2 separate regions of the Mus musculus genome follow, and region 1 is linked to region 2. A link is a contact called in public promoter capture Hi-C data. All regions are on one chromosome and are shown on one strand. Each heading gives the region's core, a stretch centred on a gene start, on an enhancer-like site or on the middle of the called end of the contact. The rest is flanking DNA. Distances are from core to core; before and after follow the strand shown. Region 1 holds the start of Btbd19 (BTB (POZ) domain containing 19). Region 2 holds the start of 2510003B16Rik (RIKEN cDNA 2510003B16 gene).

Region 1 (3,353 bases), core at 245-2,744, 1.0 Mb after region 2:
GGGAGGGGATCTCAGACCTAGATCACACTGTTGGCTTTACCTCTGTCACACTAGGGCTTCTTTTTGTGTGAGGTCAAAGCCTACATCTGGAAGACACAAGCCTGTGCTCTAGTCTCAGTTCCACTCGGTGACTTTATATCTTTGACTCTAAGACTTTTCAGCCATGATGGCAGGTCTCAAGGGAGTGGACTATGCTTGGTTCACAGGGGGCGGGGGGATGGGGGGGTAGGGGGATAGCAGAGCTCATGCAAGCCAGGTTGATGTCTCCCCAGTCTGAATCTTGGGGGAGAGGACACTCCTCTTGGGACGCCTTCACCAAATGCCAACTCAGCATTTTTACCCTTCTTCCTGTGGGAGGGTGTGAGGATGTGGGGTACAGAGCACACTGACTGCAGACAGACATGACAGTGATCACCATCATGAGGTGAGACCACATTTTCCATCTTCATAATCACTTCCGGCCCCAGCCTCTGTGTTAAGTAGGGGTAGGAGGCAGCAGCGAGCGCTTCAGCTTCCAAAGCCTCCTGCCTAAGGCTCCACTCTTCAGGCCAGACTGTGGCACCCTGTCCTCAAAAAACCGAGAATTATGGCAGTCTTAACCCTGGGGAGCAGGGCAGCCTCTGAGAGTCTGGGGATGGGAAACAGAGTTCTTGTCTCCCATGACCAGCCCTGCCCCCAGTGAACTCTATTCCTGGTTTCAGACAGCACTAGTCTCTTGGGCAAGCAGTGGGTGGTCGGAAACCTTGAACTACTTCCTGTCTGGGTCTCCGGCTCGATCCTTTGGGCTTCGTTCCTCTTATGAATCGCTAGAGCCATCCATACCTCTGTCTCTTCAAGATAAGACGTTCCAGTGCTCAGTCGAAAGCCCAATGGGGGTGAATCAAATCATAACCCATCTTTCAGGGCCGAGGGGGTGGAGGAGAAGCCAGAGAACTCAGGCATTGCCTGAGTTCACACAGCTGCCCTCCCTTCTATCTGCCACTACCCCCGCCTCTGACTCTCAGGGTAGTGTGGCCACAGACAAGTAAATTTCCTCTATAGCTGACTTCCTCACAGACTGAGTTCCCCAGGGAGGCCAAGTGTTCTTTCCCGGGCTTCCTTGCCCTTAGCCTCCTCAAATTCACAGGCCAGCTAGGGAAAACCCCCCAGGGGGCCACTGCCTCACCTGTACTGGGGGTTGTTGATGAGGCTTCGAAGTGCTGTGGAAAAGGGTGCAGCCTGCCCACGTACCACCAGTCCTGGGTTCTCCATAAGTGCAGTGGGCAGTAGGTTAAAGGGTGGAACAGTCTAGAAGGCCTAGCCAGGCCAAGAAAGACCTGAGAGGGAGGGCAGGAGCTGGAGGCCTGTTTGCCGAGGAGCTAAAATATAGGAGCAGAAAGGCCCAGGTCCTTAAAGAAGGCCTGAGGTTCAGGAAAGGGATGCAGATGCAGACAGGACCCAGAGAAGAAGCTGGGGCTAGAAAGGCCTATGATCCCGGGAGAGGCTGGTGGTGGATGAGGCCCAGGTTGGGAATCTGCCCAGGCAGCAGCTGGGTGGGAAGCCTGTGGGTTTCCATAGAAACTGGAGCTGAGCCTGAGGAGGCCCCGCCCATCTCCCTATACGCCCAGGGGGGGAAAAAAATCAGCAGTAGAAGGGCCCTAAGATGAGTCTGAGGGCCCTAGTGCTGGCTGGCTCCCCGCCTACACTGAGTTCAGAATCCAAGGCCTCTGCTTTTCTAATCCCTTCCCACGGCTGCATTTTAGAAACACCCGAGACATCACCCCATCAGGGAAAATTCTCAAACCTAAGTGTGGTTTTCAAGGCTCAGACTTAGCTTGCCTGGGAGGGGGCAGCCCCACACCTCCCAGAGCAGGGGAGGTGAGGTGTCAGTTCTAACAGGAGTAGCGCAGCCTCTGGCAGCCCCGAAAAGCAATCCCCCTAAGGAAAGAGGTGCTGCCTACAGGTCCCAGACACGTGAGTAGGTCAGCAAAGGTTAAGAAACCGGACTTAGAATCACTGAGTCATGGCCATGCCAGGCCTGGGTCCTTCCCGCTGAACCAATAGGCCTCCCTTCAGCACATAGCTCTGAACTAAGGAAGTCATCCAAGCCCCACCCTGCCCTGAAGCGGAAATGTTTGTCCTTGTTGAGGCTGCTGGGGAGAATGCTGAACCATGACGTGCTCTTTCCTGTGAGCCCAGATACTAAATTCCTAAGAAGCTGCCCCCGCAATCTCAAGGTTTTAGCATATCCCAGCCCCCCCCCCCCCCCGTGACTTATTCACAGATGGCCAGGCCAGATCCAGTGGCCCCCTGGTGGGTTTTCCTCTCGTGGACCTGTGAATTAGAGGAGGCTAGCTAAGGGTGAAGAGGCAGGGAGAGATTCATATGAAATAGTGGCTCTGAAACTAGGACCTTTCTGAACAGTGCACCTCTCTCGGCACCGGCTCCCTTAGCCTGTGATGCCCTAGAACTCCAAGCCCCCGTGGACCCTCTCTCCCTGGTAACTCAGAGCGCCCCTCCTTTCTGCAGGTGCCCATAGCAGGAACACTTAGGTTATTCCAGAGTTTGGCCAGGGGAAGGATTTCTGGGAGGGAGAGGTGTGCTTGCCACAGCCCCATGGTAACTGCACAACACAAGCCTTCCTCGCCCACAGGCCTGTCAGGCCAGCTCAGTGAAGACTGTGGGGCCAGCAGAGCTTGGAGGCCAAAGGCTGCAGGTGAGTCAGATGCCTGCGGGAGTTTCAGGGGAAGAGGGCATCCGTCTCATAGGTGATTCCGAAGGAGTTAGAGACCCAAGCAGGACGATGGAAGTTGCTTCTCCCCATGTCTCCCACCTCCAGATGCAGCCGGTGGAGAGGGAGAAAAGTCCCACCGTACACAGAGCAGGGAAGATGATTAAGTTCTCTACCTCTGAGGCTACAGAGAGCTGTGGGAGTGATGGAGTCGGGTCTGTCCCTTCTGGCTATTGAAGAAACCCAGAAACCAGCTTCATGTCCCCATTCTGCTGATGAAGTCAAGTGGGAGGAGAAAGGGGAAGTGGATCTAGCCTCCTGTGACCAAGGGAAAGGAACACTGGGTAGAGGTTCCATGACCATAGACTAAGCAGCCCCTTTCCTTGCTTGTGTCTCTCACAGCTCTTAACCGGCTCTAAGCACCTAGTAGGCACACAGCCCCAATCTGACCTACTTGTTCCAAACGTACAGGTAAGAAAGGGCTATGGAGTGGCTATAGACAAGGTATATATGCCTATAGTCTCCTAGGGAGACAGTGAATGTAGTCATGCCTATAATCCCACCATTCCGGAGTTGGAGGCAGGGAGATGGAGTTCAAGGCCAGCCTCAGGTACATAAAAGAGTTGACAACAGCCTTTGATCG
Region 2 (3,185 bases), core at 429-2,928:
AATATATTAGTACACCACCACCCCCACTTTTGGCAGGCCTGGAACCCAACATTACCATTCCTTGGTTTTGATATTCTCCTCCCACCAAGAAAACTGAAACTGTATTAATTTCTAGTGAACCTACCTGGAGGATAACAATTTTTTTAAGATTTATTTATTTATTATATGTAAGTACACTGTAGCTGTCTTCAGACACTCCAGAAGAGGGCATCAGATCTCATTACAGATGGTTGTGAGCCACCATGTGGTTGCTGGGATTTGAACTCAGGACCTTTGTAAGAGCAGTCAGTGCTCTTAACCACTGAGTCATCTCTCCAGCCCCAAGGATAACAATTTTATTAATCTTCTCCAATGCTTAGTATACTGTAAATTTTCATTAAAATTTACTTACGCGGGGCAGTAGTGGCAAACACCTTCACTTTCAACACTGGGTAGCAGAGGCAAGGGAACCTCTGTGTGAGTTCAAGGCCAGCCTGGTCTACAAACAGAGTTCCAGAACAGCCAGGGCTACACAGAGAAACACTGTTTCAAAAAAAAAACCTTAAGTGCCAGGTGTGCCTGGCACATGCCTACGACCACACACTGCATTTGGGAGACAGACCATAGTCTACAGACCTGGTGAGAAGCTCATCTCAAAAAAAAAAAAAAAAAAAAAAAAAGCTTCAAAAATGTATGAAAGGTACTTTCTCAAGATGACTATGAACCTCATTTTCCTTATTCCCCTAAACACTCACTACTGTCCCAGGCTGCCAGTCTTCATCATCTGATGATCTGTCTTCTGGTTTCCTCCTAGCCAACTGGCTGGGAGCTAAGCTCCTCCTCTGCAAGGGAGAACAGAAAGTGAGTTCCTGCAGTGATCCTGCAGCCAGGCCCCTTAAGTCAGCTTAAGGTCACACTTACCATCCTGGCCCCAGAAGCATCAAATGTCAAGTGCCCATCAGCGAAGTTAAAAGCACTCAGCAACAGAGAATGCAGGACCAGGGGATGCTATAAAAGGAAGTTGCTATATCATTGAAAATATTGTCTTAAGAGTCGGTATGAGGGGAGGGGATGCAATCAGAGGATGAGGCTTGGGTCCAAACCAGGAATGTCGGTCCCCAAGTTCCTCAAGGTCAAAATATCCAAAGCCAAGTCCAAGCGGAGCTGGGTCTAAATCTAGGATGGGAAAGAAGACAGATTGAAGTTGCAGATGAGCAAAGTGGAGTTGGAATAACGTCCCTAGCTGGGCTGCTTCCCTGAGAGTAACACCTACGAAAAAGTACAGTCTTAAGTACGAAGGCGAGACGCCTGAATTCTTAGGAGAGGGATAGAATTTACCAGAGCTGGACCGACATCAAACCTCAGTGTGAGGAAGGCAAGCAGAGACCTAGGAACGCCTTGTGGGAAGTTAAACAGGAACCCAGGAAGGACCAGTTAAAAATCCAGGTTGGGAGGAGGAGAATCTTAGAAGCTGAAGAGAGGCAAAGAGCGACTCCGGTATCTTTCCCCTTATTCTTCCTCTTCCCAAAGCGCGCGTTAAGAGCCTCCAGGCAGTGTCAATCGAACCTCCCGCCACTCTGCCACCACAGTCCCCTATTGGCTGCGTTCAGTGAACTTGACGCTCGACGATCCGGCCTAAAGGAAGGGGCGGGCCTAGGGCTGAGGCTAATAAGGGTCTTGGATTTCCGCCCAGAGGCTCAACAGACCACTAGGAGCTGTGGCTTATCCTGGTGGCAGCAACAGGCAGGTGCCAGAATTCTTACTTGCCAACGGTCCCTCTTCCTGGCTCCTGCCTTTGGCCGAAGCAGCTGAACCAAATAGATGTTTTGCACCGAAGTACTGTGCGGAGGAGTTGCTACTGGAATAGATTTCAAAAGGCAGCACATTTTTGGGAATTTGATTCAGGCTCTTTATTGTGCCAGACCTGGAGCAGAAATCTGAGCTGGAAGCAGGCAAGGCCAGTGGCCAGTCAAAAGGTGAGCGGAGGTGTTGGTGCTGCACTGCCAATTGGTCTGAGATGTCTTGAAATAAGCTAGCTGTCTTTTCCTGGGGCATAGTCACCCATTCTCTAAAAATCCGTTTTTCCTTTAAGTGATATTATTATAGTACCTCTCCTAAGGGATTATTCACAGGGTCTAATTAAAGTGAACAAAGTAGCTGCGCCTGGTAGCGCAGGCCTTTAATTATAGTACTCACTAGGCATAGGCAAGCAGATCTCTGTGAGACTAGCCTGGTCTTCATAATGAGTTCCAGGACAGCGACAGCTCTGTAGAAAGACCCTCCAAGAACGGGAAAAAAAAAAAGTGTTCAAAGTATTTAACATAGCCCCCATGTATTACCTAAGTGCTCACTAATCAAAATAGCATGCCCATTACACTTAATCACTATCTACTTAAAAGGATCTCCTTAGCTATTATAAATCATTTACTATCCTCAGATAAGGTTTATTGTCCCCATTTTGTCGTGTGTGTGTGTGTGTGTGTGTGTGTGTGTGTGTGTGTGTGTGGTGTCTTGGGGGCACTAGGAATATAGCATAGTGGTAGAACTTCGTGAGGCGGTCACTGCTGAGGTTTGTTGTTATTTGAGACAAGGTCTTGCTGTGTAACCCGGTTATCTTTAAACTTATGACCCTCTGTCATCCCCAGCCCGCCTAGCAGAAATGAGGATATACTAAAGAGATACTTATGTCCTTTCCTTGGCTTTTGGGAACAATGAACCGAAGAAATTTTAATTTCCATAGGAATATCTTGCTGGGAGACAAGAAGGCTGTGAGCAACTTAATGAAAAACAAAATCACATACACAAAAAGAACAGTTAACTTCTTTGCCATGACTATGAGGTCAGCCTGGGCTGTATAGTCAAAATCTGTCTCAAAATGGGGGGTATAAGGGATGTGTGGATGTGGATAAAAGCATGTGTCACCTAAGCCTGAGGACATGAGTTCAGTGCCCACAGCCCACACCAAGGTGAAAGGAGAGAACTGATCCACAAACTTGACCTCTGACCTCCATATGTACAGCATGGCACATGCGCACCCTCATACAAACATCATGTACATACACGCTCTAATAACAGAGAAATATTCTTTAAAGGAAAGAAACTCTACCTAGCCCTAGAAAATATATAAGTATTTCCTTTTTTTTTTTTAATCTCAATTTCTTCTTTTTTTTTTTTTTCTTTTTTTTTTTTTTTTCTGAGACAGGGTT

The links. Promoter capture Hi-C pulls out the DNA fragments that hold promoters and counts their contacts.
Region 1: a promoter capture Hi-C map of pre-B cells shows a contact between it and region 2, with 4 times the contacts expected there. The contact joins the promoter of Btbd19 here to the promoter of 2510003B16Rik in region 2. A contact is called at or near these places in 3 of 39 promoter capture datasets (frontonasal cranial neural crest, liver and pre-B cells) and 1 of 115 datasets of contacts at active chromatin or transcription factors (regulatory T cells).

What each region holds. Positions count from the first base shown.
Region 1 is chr4:117,124,164-117,127,516 of GRCm38.p6, forward strand. It overlaps Btbd19 (BTB (POZ) domain containing 19), which reads right to left and starts at 1,495. Exons shown (of 8, transcript NM_001384196.1): 1 at 1,166-1,495. The coding sequence starts at 1,251. It overlaps Tctex1d4 (Tctex1 domain containing 4), which reads left to right and starts at 2,650. Exons shown (of 4, transcript NM_175030.2): 1 at 2,650-2,695; 2 at 2,819-2,925; 3 at 3,113-3,181.
Region 2 is chr4:116,122,162-116,125,346 of GRCm38.p6, forward strand. 2510003B16Rik (RIKEN cDNA 2510003B16 gene) reads left to right here and starts at 1,679. Exons shown (of 3, transcript NR_131048.1): 1 at 1,679-1,955. Rad54l (RAD54 like (S. cerevisiae)) reads right to left here and starts at 1,528. Exons shown (of 18, transcript NM_009015.3): 1 at 901-1,528; 2 at 735-821. The coding sequence starts at 903.